2 separate regions of the Pan troglodytes genome follow, and region 1 is linked to region 2. Evidence: chromatin contacts called from public HiChIP or PLAC-seq data. All regions are on one chromosome and are shown on one strand. Each heading gives the region's core, a stretch centred on a gene start, on an enhancer-like site or on the middle of the called end of the contact. The rest is flanking DNA. Distances are from core to core; before and after follow the strand shown. Region 1 holds the start of RNF168 (ring finger protein 168). Region 2 holds the start of TFRC (transferrin receptor).

Region 1 (6,819 bases), core at 1,197-3,696, 440 kb before region 2:
AGCTCCTGCATTGTTCAGAAGTGGCAGGAGAAGCCAGAGATTCTGGAAATGCGACTGGTGAGCCCCAAAAAGAGCAAGTGATTATGGGTACAGAAAGCAAACAAGGTGAAGGAAATCTGAGGAAGTACATGAAATATATCCATTACACCAGACATAAGCACCTGAAGATAGAAATCAAAATACAGGAGTTCAATAGTAAAACTGCAATAAAAATCAGTATCACTGGGCAATATATGACTGGGTGAGTTTAGAAAAGGGGCATTACTGGTGGTGGGGAGTGCATTAAATTGCACATAAAAGTGCACTCTGGAAGAAGTGAATTAATTTTTTTTTTTTTTCGAGACGGAGTCTTGCTCTGTCAACCCAGGCTGGAGTGCAGTGGTGCAATCTGGCCTCACTGCAACCTCTGCCTCCCAGGTTCAAGCAATTCTTCTGCCTCAGCCTCCTGACTAGCTGGGATTACAGGCACCTGCCACCACGCCCAGCTAATTTTTGTATTTTTAGTAGAGACTGAGTTTCAACATGTTGGTCAGGCTGGTCTCGAACTCCTGACCTTGTGATCCGCCCTCCTTGGCCTCCCAAAGTGCTGGGATTATAGGCATGAGCCACCGTGCCTGGCCCAACTGCATTAAATTGGTGTTTGAAGTAGGCACAGCCACAAAGCAACCCATTTAGGATGAACCGAGAAAGCAATGTCATGAAAGCAAAACGTTTGGATGACAGAGAATAAATCATAGTTGCATGTTTAAAAGAATAATGGGAGATTCGATGGGAAAAGCAGGTTGTGGACATATTAGGAAGCCTGAAGGCTGGGTGCAGTGGCTCACGCCCGTAATCCCAGCACTTTGGAAGGCCAAGGCGGGTGGATCACCTGAGGTCAGGAGTTCGAGACCAGCATGGCCAACATGGTGAAACCCCATCTCTACTAAGAATACAAAAATTTGCCAGGCGTGGTATTACAATGCACGTGGTATTACAAGGCACGCGCCTGTAATTGCAGCTACTCGGGAGGCTGAGGCATGAGAATCGCTTGAACCCAGGAGGTGGAGGTTGCAGTAAGCTGAGATCACACCACTGCACTCCAACCTGGGCGACAGAATGAGGAGCCATCTCAAAAAAACAAACGAACGAACATAAAGCAAGCCTGAAATTCCAAGCTAAGGTACTGATACTGTAGACAACCAGATGACAGTCCCAGGCTTCTTTTTTTTTCTTTTTTTTGAGACAGGGTCTTGCTCTGTCACCCAGGCTGGGGTGCAGTGGTACGATCACTGTTCACTGCAGCCTTGACCTCCTGGGCTCAAGTGATCCTCCCACCTCAGCCACCAGAGTAGCTGAGAGTACAAGTGTGAGCCAGCACACCGAGTTAATTTTTTTTATTTTTTGTAGAGACAGGGTCTCACTATGCTGCCCAGGCTGGACGTGAACTCCTGGGCTCCAGAGATCTTCCCGCCTTGGCCTTCCAAAGTGCTGGGACTACAGGTGTGAGCTATCACAGACAATAACAGGCTTCTGAACCCACATTGAAATGAAAGTTCCCAAAGACTTCTACCAAGGACCTATGTCTCCTCGTTCTCAACCTGGAAACCATCCCCTACCCAGCCTGAATGCTCGCAGCAGCCTCAAAACAACTTAAAGGCTGCTTTCACGCACAGTGATTTTCTTTTCTCTTCCTTCACACTGATTGATTCCCTTAAAAAATGCAGGTCCGGAGCTGGCTATGGAGTTGCAAGCTCTAGACCCAGCTACTCCAGAGGCTGAGGCGAAAGAACCCCTGGAACCCTGGAGTTGTAGTCCAGCCTGGATAAAGCAGTGAGACCCCGATTCTTTTATCTATTTATTTATTTGTATTTTTTGAGGTGGAATTTTGCTCTGTCCCCCAGGCTGGAGTGCAGTGGCACAATCTCGGCTCACTGCAGCCTCTGCCTCCCAGGTTTAGCGATTCTCCTGTCTCAGCCTCCTGAGTAGCTGGAATTGCAGGCGCTTGTCACAATGCCCAGCTAATTTTTGTATTTTTAGTAAGGACGGGGGTTTCACCATGTTGGCCAGGCTGGTCTTGAACTCCTGACCTCAGGTGATCCGCCCGCCTCGGCCTCCCGAAGTGCTGGGATTACAGGCGTGAGCCACCGCGCCCGGCCTTGTTTGGCTGTTGATTTTGTTTTGAGGTTTCCCTTTTTCTACCCAGAAACCAAGAAACCAGGGGTGTCTGAGGCCTCGCAGAAATCTCAGGGAAAGGTCAGGCTCCACCCAGGCTGCACTAGGAGGGGCTGCGACGCCAGGGCGGGACCGTCTCCGGCTGGGAGGGAGGGCGGGCGGCGCGCAGACCCCGGAAGTCCCGCCCCGGGAGCGTTCGCCCTTGGGCAGTTTTCTGGGTGGGAAGTGCGATTTTGGCGGGCGGTTGTGACGTTGCTAGCGCTTGTCCGGTGGCTGCTGCGCTGCCGCAACGAATAGGGTTTCTGGCTGCGTAGGAGGGACGGGGGCGCGGAGCTCTGGGAAACTGCGCCAGGCGCCCGAAAGGTGAACACGGGAGTCGCGCGTCTCCCCCGCAGCAGCGGTAAAGCGGAAGTTATGCTGCAGCCGGAGCCGCGTCCCGGGGCCCGGCTGCCCCGAGCTGAGCGGAGCATCCTTTCCGGGTGAGGGGAGGAGGGGACTTGGCGCGTTCCCCTCGCTGCACCGGGAGCCGCAGCCGCGGTGTTCAGGCCGCGGAGCAGCCAGGCTCCTCCGCCGAAAACCTGCATTTATTTGCCTGCGGGACGTTTGCCTTGAAAATGGACAAAGACGCCGCCCTCCGGGGTATTCCTGTTTGCCTGACCCTGAGAGCGCCTTTTTGCTTCAAGACGTGTGGGATGCTCCTGTTCTCCGAATTCTGATACGCTTCTGGGCATAATATTGAAACACAAAACTGCTTTTGCTCTCTCTGTGGTTGGCCGAAAATAGGATTCTTTTTCGTGCAGGTGTCGTTGTTTAGTCGGCTTTATTAACACATTGAAATGGCTCTACCCAAAGACGCCATCCCGTCGCTGTCCGAGTGCCAGTGCGGGATCTGCATGGAAATCCTCGTCGAGCCCGTCACCCTCCCGTGTAACCACACGCTGTGCAAACCGTGCTTCCAGTCGACCGTCGAAAAGGCGAGTTTATGCTGTCCCTTCTGTCGCCGCCGGGTATCGTCGTGGACTCGGTACCACACCCGAAGAAATTCTCTCGTCAACGTGGAACTGTGGAAGATAATTCAAAAACACTATCCCAGGGAGTGCAAGCTTAGAGCGTCTGGCCAAGAATCAGAGGAAGTGGGTGAGTAAACCGTGGCGCGTTTCTTGGCCAAAAGCCGCAAAGCTTTGAAAAGGTGAATCATCACTTTTCCATTTAAAAAGTAAAAACAAACCAAAAAACCCGACTAGTATTTGTCTAAATAGTTCTCAGAGGTTAGGGGGTTTATGGGTCCCCAAATGTCGATGGATTAGAAAGTCAAGGGCAAGATTTTGCCCATTGTCAAAATGCCCGCGCTGTGTTCGATTGGTGTTTGTTGTGTTAAAAATTAAAGAATTGCCCGTCTAGAGGCTTCTTTTCTTTTTTTTTTTTTTTTTGAGACAGGATCTCGCTCCGTCCTCCAGGCTGGAGTGCAGTGGCGCGATCTCGGCTCCCTGCAACCTCCGCCTCCCGGTTTCAAGCGATTCTCCTGCCTCAGCCTCCCGAGTAGCTGGGGTGACACGCGTGCACCATCACGCCCGGGGAATTTTTCTGTTTTTTAGTAGAGACGGGATTTCACCATGTTGGCCAGGCTGATCTCAAACTCCTGACCCCGAGGGATCCGCCCGCCTCGGCCTGCCCAAATGCTGGGATTACAGGCTTGAGCCACCGCGCCCGGCCTCTGATTTACTTATCTGTACATCTCCATTCATTTAATTCTTTATTCTCCTAATCATGCGACGAGGCTAAAATCGCTTTTTTGTCACTCAACCCTGCACCCGGTAGACTCAGGAGCCCCAAACCGAACCCTTGACTCTTTCCTCCACTAATGTGAGCCATAAGCCGGGCGGTGGTTCCTGTCTGGGCTTAGGATATGGTGTCTCCGTTCTCTCGTGGACAGGTCTTTTTTCTTTTTTTTTCCTAATTTTTTTTGGTCACAGTTATATGTGTACCTGCCTTTTAAAGATACGTTTATTTTATTGTAAAAAAATGCCATTTTAAACATTTTTAAACAATAGTTAAAAGAAAAAGCTTTATTGAAATGCTCGCGGAGCATACAGTTCACCTGCTGAAAGTGTGCGGTTGGCGGGGAGCGATGGCTCACAGCTGGATCCCAGCGCTTTGGGAGGCGGCGGTGGGAGGATCTCTTGAACCCAGGAGTTGAGGCCGGTCTGGGTAACATAAATTCAGTAAAATGTTTAAAAGTGTGCAATTTAATGGTTTTTGGTGTATTGCGTTATTTTAAAAATATTGTCCAAAATGTATATAACAAACTGACATTTTAACCATTTTTAAGTACAATTCAATAGCATTAATTACATTCACAATGTAACCGTCACCACTGTTTCCAAAACTTTTTCATCACCCCAGATAAACTCTAACCGTGAGACACTGACTCCCCATTTCACCTTTCCCCCCCAGCCTCGGCACCTTCTATTCCACTTTCTGTCTCTATGAATCTGGCCATTCTAGGTATTTCATAGAAGTGACTCATGCAATATAGGATCTTGTGTGTCTAGCTTATTTCACTTAGCGTGTTTCTGAGGTTCATGTACAGTGTGGCATGGATCAGTACTTCATTTTTCGGGCTGAATAATAATTTGTTTTACGGATATACTTGTTACATTTTGTTTATCCATTGGCTGGACATTGGTTTTTTTCACCTTTTCGTTATTTGAATACTGGCGATACGAACATTTATGTACCAGTATGTGTTTGAATTCCTGTGTTCAGTTCTTTTGTCTATGTATCTACGAGTGGAATTGCTGGATCCTATGGTAATTCTGTGTTTAGCTTTTTGAGGAACTGCCACATTGATTTCTACAGTGGCTGTACCATTTTACATTTCCATTGGCAGAGTACGAAGTTTCCAGTTTCTTCACTTCCTCACCAACACTTGTTATTTTCCGTGCCATGCTAGTACATGTGAACTGGTATCTTAACTCTGTGTGTCAAAAAATTGCGGGGCCGGGCGCGGTGGCTCACGCCTGTAATCCCGGCACTTTGGGAGGCCGAGGCGGGCGGATCACGAGGTCAGGAGATCGAGACCATCCTGGCTAACACGGTGAAACCCCGTCTGTACTAAAAATACAAAAAATTAGCCGGGCATGTTGGCACGCGCCTGTTGTCCCAGCTACTCGGAAGGCTGAGGCAGGAGAATGGCATGAACCCGGGAGACAGAGCTTGCAATGAGCCAAGATCGCGCCACTGCGCTCCAGCCTGGGCAACAGAGCGAGACTCCGTTTCAAAAAAAAAAAAAATTGTGGTAAAATATAACAAGATTACCATTTTAACCACTTAAAAATGTTTTTGACTAGAAAGAAGGGAGGAAAATTTTAACCGTTTGTAATTGTATGGTTCAGTGGCATCGCTTCCGTTCCCACTGCTGTGCATCCGTCACCACCGTCCATCTCCAGAACTTTTTAATCCTCCCAAACTGAATTTCCATACCCTTGAAGCTCACCATTCCTCCCTCCCACTATCCCCTGGCAACCACCGTTCTCCTTTCCATTTCTGTGAACCCGACTGCTTCTAGGTACCTCCTATAAGTGGAATTTTCATAGGTTTTGTCCTTTTGTGTCTGGCCTGTTTTACCTAGCGTAATGTTTTCCAGGTTCATCCATACTGCATGTGACAGGATTCCCTTCTTTTCGAGGCTGAATAATGTTCCAGTGTATGTATATGCTACATTAAAAGAAATCTGTTCATCTGTCAGTGGACACTTGGCTTGCTTCCACCTCTTGGCTATTAGAAATAATGCTGGTGTGAACTTGGGTGTACAAATGTCTGTTCAGGGGCCTGTTTTCTATTCTTTTGGGTGTATACCTGGAAGTGGAATTTCTAGATCGTATGGTAATTCTATGTGTGATTGGTTTTGGAAACCGCCATACTGTTTTCCACAGTGACTGTACCGTTTTACATTCCCACCAACAGTGCGTGGGTGTCCAGTTTCTCTGCACCCTCGCCAACACTTGCTATTTTCTGGGTTTTGATAGTAGCCATCCTGGTGAGTATGAGGTGGTATCCCATTGTGGTTTTTATTTGCATGTCCCCAATGACTAAGGATGGCGAGCATCTTTGCATGCATTTATTGGCCGTTTGTATATCATCTTCGGAAAAATATGAAATATTTATTCAAATCCTGTGCTCATTCATTTTTTGTTTCTGTTTTTCTCCCAAAACCTAGAAAAAGCCACAACTTTGCCTGTCATTTAATCAGGTTGTTTTTTTGAGTTGTGGGCATTCTCCTGCCTCAGCCTCCTGAGTAGCTGGGATTACAGGCATGCGACACCACACCCAACTAATTTTTGTATTGTTAGTAGAGATGGGGTTTTACTATGTTGGTCAGGATGGTCTCAATCTCTTGACCTCGTGATCCACCTGTCTTGGCCTCCAAAAGTGCTCGGATTACAAGCGTGAGCCACCGCGTCTGGGCTGTTTTAGTTTTTATCCACCATAGATGAGTTTTTTCTGTTCTGGAACTTCATATAAATGGAATTCTTTTTATTTCCTAGGGCTACTGTAACAAAGTACCACAAACTTAGCAGAAATTTATTCTCCCTCAGTTCTGAAGAGTAGAACTCCAAACCCAAGATGCTAGCAGGGAGCAGGGACATGTACATTGAAGGCTCT
Region 2 (6,569 bases), core at 1,320-3,819:
GCAGGAGAATCGCTTGAACCCAGGTGGAGGTTGCATTGAGCCGAGATGGCGCCACTGCACTCCAGCCTGGGTGACAGAGTAAGACTGTTTAAAAATAAATAAATAAATAGTAAAAGTGTTAATAAGTGGACTTTAATTGCAGTGTCTATTAATACTAATAACAGCATAAAAATAAAAATATAATTGATAGCCTCTTTAGTGTCACGTTTATGGTTTTATTTTAGTGAATATAAATTTTTGAGATTTGAATTTTCATGTCCAAATGGTCCTGGCCTCTAAATGTCTCCTAAACATATTTTTCTTTCTTTTCTTTCTTTCTTTTTTTTTTTGAGACAGAGTCTTGCTCTGTTGCCCAGGCTGGAGGGCAGTGGTGTGATCTCAGCTCACTGCAGCCACCCCCCTCCCGGGTTCAAACGATTCTCCTGCCTCAGCCTCTGAAGTAGCTGGGACTACAGGTGTGCGCCACCACGCCAGACTAAATTTTGTATTTTTAGTTGTGATGGGGTTTTATCATGCTGGCCAGGCTGGTCTTGAACTCCTGACCTCAGAAGATCCACCTGCCTCAGTCTCCCAAAGTGTTGGGATTACAGGGATTAGCCATCGCATCTGGCCGCCTAAACCTATGTCCTCCATGAGGCTATAAGATTTTCACCTGCAAATACCAGCATTGTTTGTTTCTTTTTAAAAGATACTTCAGTCAAGGAAAGGCAGAAAGCCAGGCATGTTAGCTCATGCCTGTAATCCCAGCACTTTGGGAGACCGGAGGCAGGAGGATTGTTTGAGCCCAGGAGTTCAAGACTAGTCTGGGCTACATAGCAAACCCTGCGTCAAATTAAAAATAAAAAATAAATAGGCTGGGCATGGTGGCTCATGCCTGTTATCCCAACATTTTAGGAGGCCAAGGTGGGCAGATCACCTGAGGTCAGGAATTCGAGACAAGCCTGGCCAACATGATTAAATCCCGTCACTCCTCAAAATACAAAAATTAGCCTGGCATGGTGGCACACACCTGTAGTCCCAGCTACTTGGGAGGCTGAGGCAGGAGAATCGCTTGAATCCGGAGGCAGAGGTTGCAGTGAGCCCGAGATCATGCCACTGTACTCCAGCCAGGGTGACAGAGCAAGACACTGTCTTAAAAATAATAATAATAAAAATAAATAAAATTAATAATTAAAGAAATAAAGAAGGAACACCACAGGGGAGCAGGCCTGGTGTCTGAATGTTAAGGTAGGCCCTCTGTGGATGTGCATCCTTAACCTTTTCCTGATTAGATCATTAAAGGTGCAGCAATGCTCCTGCTCATATGACTTTTTTTTTTTTTTTTTTGAGATGGAATCTTGCTCTGTCGCCCAGGTTGGAGTGCAATGGCACGATCTTGGCTCACTGCAACCTCCGCCTCTTGGGTTCAAGCGATTCTTCTGCCTCAGCCTCCTGAGTAGCTGGGATTACAGGCGCGTGCCACTATGCCTGGCTAATTTTTTTTGAAAATTTTTTAGTAGAGATGGGGTTTCACCATATTGGTCAGGCTGGTCTCGAACTCCAGACCTCGTGATCCGCTCACCTCGGCCTCCCGAAGTGTTAGGATTGCAGGCGTGAGCCACCGCGCCTGGCAACTCATATGACTTTTAAACACTTCTCTTTGGGGAGAGAGATTTTAGAGAATGGGAGTAAAGAGAAAGGCGGTGAGAATCCCAAGTACTTTCTCTATCTTAGAGCAGAAAAAATAAAGGGAAGAGTAAAAGCCCAAGGCCCAGAAACGGATTTGCTTCTTAAAGGGCTGTTCTGTGTCCCTACGGGCCTGAAGGTCAGTTTATGTGCAATGCTTTTTAAGGTATGGGTTGCTTTCTTGCATTGTAGCTACTACCTCCCTGGCCTGCTGGTTACTGACCAGAGGGAGGGAGAGGGTGTGATTGTTTGGAAAGAGTTTAAACAGTGACAAGAATTGAATTTTATTTATTTGTTATTCATTGCACAATCCAATAACAGCGATGGCAATGAAAACGAAAGTTAATCTACAATCCTATCACCCTATTAAGTCACTTGTTTCTATTTTCCCTTTTATTCCCTCATGCATTAAACATTACGCAAAGCACTCCGCTAGTCTTGGTTAAAGTGCAGCTTGTATACACTCTGAATAAAAATTTGCATTTTGCTTTTCTTTTCCTTTTTGTATTTCTGAGGCTGCAAAATACATCTTCACAAGAGTGGCTTTAATAGTTACCTAACATTCCATCCTGCACGTACACTTCAAGGCACTGCCGCAGTGCAATATCCAACATTTAAGCGTCAACGTCAACAGATTGGACCTAGCACTGCAGGGACTGGAGGTTGGTCAAGGTCAGGCGGAGGCTGCCAGGCTACCAGGGTGGAGGAAGGCGCCGAGGCAGAGGCCAGTGCGCCCATCGCGCGGCTCCTCGGGGCACCTGCTGCCTTGGCGCCTTTTCCCTTGGCCTTCGCCTCGCCCGCAGCGCCCTCCGCAGACGGCCCCGCCCGCTGCGCGCGCATCCCCGCCCCCCGGGCGATCTGTCAGAGCACCTCGCGGAGCGTACGTGCCTCAGGAAGTGACGCACAGCCCCCCTGGGGGCCGGGGGCGGGGCCAGGCTATAAACCGCCGGTTAGGGGCCGCCATCCCCTCAGAGCGTCGGGATATCGGGTGGCGGCTCGGGACGGAAGACGCGCTAGTGTGAGTGACTGCGGGCTTCTAGAACTACACCGACCCTCGTGTCCTCCCTTCATCCTGCGGGGCTGGCTGGAGCGGCCGCTCCGGTGCTGTCCAGCAGCCATAGGGAGCCGCACGGGGAGCGGGAAAGCGGTCGCGGCCCCAGGCGGGGCGGCCGGGATGGAGCGGGGCCGCGAGCCTGTGGGGAAGGGGCTGTGGCGGCGCCTCGAGCGGCTGCAGGTACACGGGGTCGGGCGGCTGTGCGCAGAGGCGTCCCTGCGCCTCTCGTCCCTTCGCCTCTCGTCCCTTCGCCTCTCGTCCCTTCGCCTCTCGTCCCTTCCCTTCTCTCTGCCTTCTTGCCCGCCTCCTCGGTCACAGAGCGACGAATGACGAGACCAGGTGTACCCCCACTGTCGCTCTCAGCCCCGGGGACTTCGGGTCCTCGCCCTTGAAGGCTGCAGGCCCTAGTGCGCCGGCTCCGAGCTGCGGGTCCGGGAGCGCGGGCGCAGCCAAGGTGCAGCTGCGCGGCGTGCGGCGCCGGGGGAACACGTGGCTGCTCCAGGAAGTCGCCCCAGGGAACGGCTGGGATTCGTGGGTGACCTTGGGCTCCTAAACCTTCGGTTCCCCGGGCTCCGGGCGGGCCCCGTTCTCACTGCGGAAAGGGACAAAGCTGTCCCCGATTCGGTTACTAGCGTGTTACAGGCATTAAGTAGATACGGGTTTCTGTAAACTTACCCTTCGGCTCTGGTACAACCTGATCTTGCCATGCTCTGCCTGTTCGCCTTGTGTGTGGATTCTGTTGTCTCAAGGCAGAATCCGACTGAACGCCGCAGGTGTTCACATTAAGAATATTGCTAGCAGTTCTCACTACAAGACGGGAGCCATAGGAGTGACTTATTTGTGAAAGATACTTGGAGATTAGCGGTGTGGTCAGAGGGCTGTGCTGGATTGATGGGCGCCGGAGAGGCCGATTGTGTCACATTCTGCTGGACAGTTCTTTTAAGGTTGGGAGGGTGGGTAAGAAAATACATTCTGATTCGGCTCTTTTCGGATAACGCTTTCCCTCTGCTTACTGCTTGTAGAGACCTCACTTACCCGGGGGACTGGATTCTGCAGCTTTTTCCATTTTCTTCCCCGTTGATAAGAGGATTAAAGTAGGAAATTGTATTTGGCTACCCCATGCTTATATGCTAAGCTTACTGTGAAAATTAAGGTTAGGCTGTCTAGAGTACTTGTGGACCCTGCTGGTTCCCCCCGCCCCCCGGCCCTGAATTTTGGGTTACAATATGCTTCTCAAGAAAACTCAGAGTTAAGATAATTTTTGTCATCGATTTTGCAAGGTTATATATAGCATAGCATCCTTCAATTTCCTTTGGATGTTCTTATCAAGTAATGGTGGCTGTAAACCTAGCCTGTGTTGAAGATTGTTAGATAGACAGCAGTTTGGCTAACTCTGCCCTAAGGCGAGGCAGTTACTTGCCTCTGATAATGTATTTAAATGTCATGGAGCAAGATTCCCAGCTAAACCTGAATCGATCACAATGCTAGTTAAAAATGACCCTCGGCTGGGCGCATTGGCTCCCGCCTGTAATCCCAGCACTTTGGGAGGCCAAGGCAGGCGGATCACCTAAGGTCGGGAGTTCGAGTCCAGTCTGACTAACATGGTGAAATCCTGTCTCTACTAAAAACACAAAAATTAGCCGGGTATGGTGGCTCACGTCTGTAATTCCAGCACTTTGGGAGGCCGAGGCAGGTGGATCACTTGTGGTGAGGAGTGCGAGACCAGCCTGGCCAACATGGTGAAACCCCGTCTCTACGAAAAATACAAAAATTAGCTGGGCGTGGTGGTGCACACCTGTAATCCCAGCCACTCAGGAGGCTGAGGCTCGAGAGTCGCTTTAACCTGGGAGGCAGAGGTTGTAGTGAGCTGAGATCGTGCTACTGCACTCCAGCCTGCGCGACAGCGAGATGCCATCTCAAAAACAACAACAAAAAAACTCCCTACTAAACCAGAAGAGTGATGGGGATGGGAAAAGATTCCTGGTCCAATGTTTTCATTATATTTTTCATATCATTTGGAATCTCATGCATCAGGCATGCCCCAGTACTGTTAAAGACAATATTTTTACTCATTATCAGGTAGTTCAATACCAGTTATTACAGGATAGGGAAGTCAGTCAGAGAAGGCTTCATAGAGATGAAGCCTTGAGCTGAACCTGGAAGAAATGAGGAGGACCTCAAGGAACAGAGAAGAATGTTGGTGGGTAAAAACAGGGGCTGGATTCTGTCTGATTTTGGAGAAAATAGAGGGTAGTGAAGTTGTTAGGCAGTGAATGTGTTCCATTTCATGGTTCAAAACGTGGGGCTACGTTTTGCCTACCTGAGCTTCATTATTAATGTGAGAAATTGAATTGTTGTTTTCAGTCACCATTGAGAACACCAAAGATAACACAAGTAGCTTAGATTATTATTTATTTATTTATTTTTGACAGAGTTTCACGCTTGTTGCCCAGGCTGTAGTGCAATGGTGTGATCTCGGCTCCCCGCAACCTCCACCTCCCCCAGGTTCAAGTGATTCTCCTGCCTCAGCCTCCCCAGTAGCTGGGATTACAGGCATGCACCACCATGCCCGGCTAATTTTGTATTTTTTTAGTAGAGATGGGATTTCTCCATGTTGGTCAGGCTAGTCTCAAACTCTCAACCTCAGGTGATCTGCTCGCCTCGGCCTCCCAAAGTGTTGCTGGGATTACAGGTGTGAGCCACCATGCCCGGCCATCGCTTTGTGTTCTTAAAATTAATTTAAAACAAGAAAACTTGAGGAATGATGGTTCAGATGAGTGTTAAAACTTGCAAGATGTTTTTTCCTAGAAAAGGATGATTAAAATTGGTTCAGGGTGGGGCCTTCCAGTTCTGGCTCTAATGATTGGGTCCTTACTGTTCTGGTGGAGTGGTAGTGATAAGCTTTTTGTAACAGAAGGGGCAAAAGATTGTGCTTCTGGCTGGGCGCAGTGGCTCACGCCTTCGATTTCCTTGGGATGTTCTTATCAAGTAACTAATCTTAGCACTTTGGGAGGCCAGGTGGGTGGATCACCGTAGGTCAGAAGTTCCAGACCAGCCTGGCCAACATGGTAAAATCCCGTCTCTACTAAAAATACAAAAATTAGCTGGGCATGGTGGTGGGCACTTGTAATCCCAGCTACTCGGAGTCTGAGGTGGGAAAATGGCTTGAACCCGGGAGGGGGAGGTTGCAGTGAGCCGAGCTCCTGCCATTGCACTCCAGCCTAGGCAACAAGACCGAAACTCTGTCTCAAAAAAAAAAAAAAGATTATGCTTCTAAGAATATGGTCTATTGCATATGGACACTGGTTTTTAAAGCTTGAATTTAAAAAGAATTTTTTGTAATAGGTTTTAGAGCTTTTTCTTTTTCTTTTTTATTATTTTTTTGAGATGGAGTCTCACTCTGTCACCCAGGCTGGAGTGCAGTGGTCCCATCTCGGCTCACTGCAACCTCCACCTCCCGGGTTCAAGTGATTCTCCTGCCTCAGCCTCCCCAGTAGCTGGGATTACAGGTGCCCACCACCACGCCCATCTAATTTTTGTATTTTTAGTAGAGATGGGGTTTCACCACCTTGGCCAGGCTGGTCTCAAACTCCTGACCTCATGATCCACCTGCCTCGGCCTCCCAAAGTGTTGGGATTACAGGCATGAGCCACCGTGCCTGGCCAGAAAGCTTTTTCTTAATGCCAGTTATAATACCCTTTGCTTTACAATTTGCATATACCTCACAGCTTGCTTTGTGCCATGTGTGTGTTTAATATGCCCTAAGTGTACTCGTATATAGGAAAAGCTTTAAAATGGTATCCAATAAATGTCCATTTTGCAAATCTCCGGATCATGTCATTTTCAAGTA

Evidence for each region. HiChIP or PLAC-seq counts read pairs in DNA pulled down with a chosen protein or histone mark.
Region 1: an H3K4me3 HiChIP or PLAC-seq map of stem cell-derived excitatory neurons shows a contact between it and region 2, with 4 times the contacts expected there. The contact joins the promoter of RNF168 here to the promoter of TFRC in region 2. A contact is called at or near these places in 2 of 7 Hi-C or Micro-C datasets (induced pluripotent stem cells and stem cell-derived neural progenitor cells) and 1 of 1 datasets of contacts at active chromatin or transcription factors (stem cell-derived excitatory neurons).

Annotation. Positions count from the first base shown.
Region 1 is chr2:199,649,249-199,656,067 of NHGRI_mPanTro3-v2.0_pri, reverse strand. It overlaps RNF168 (ring finger protein 168), which reads left to right and starts at 2,446. Exons shown (of 6, transcript NM_001328306.1): 1 at 2,446-3,291. The coding sequence starts at 2,991.
Region 2 is chr2:199,211,099-199,217,667 of NHGRI_mPanTro3-v2.0_pri, reverse strand. TFRC (transferrin receptor) reads left to right here and starts at 2,569. Exons shown (of 19, transcript XM_063806476.1): 1 at 2,569-2,683.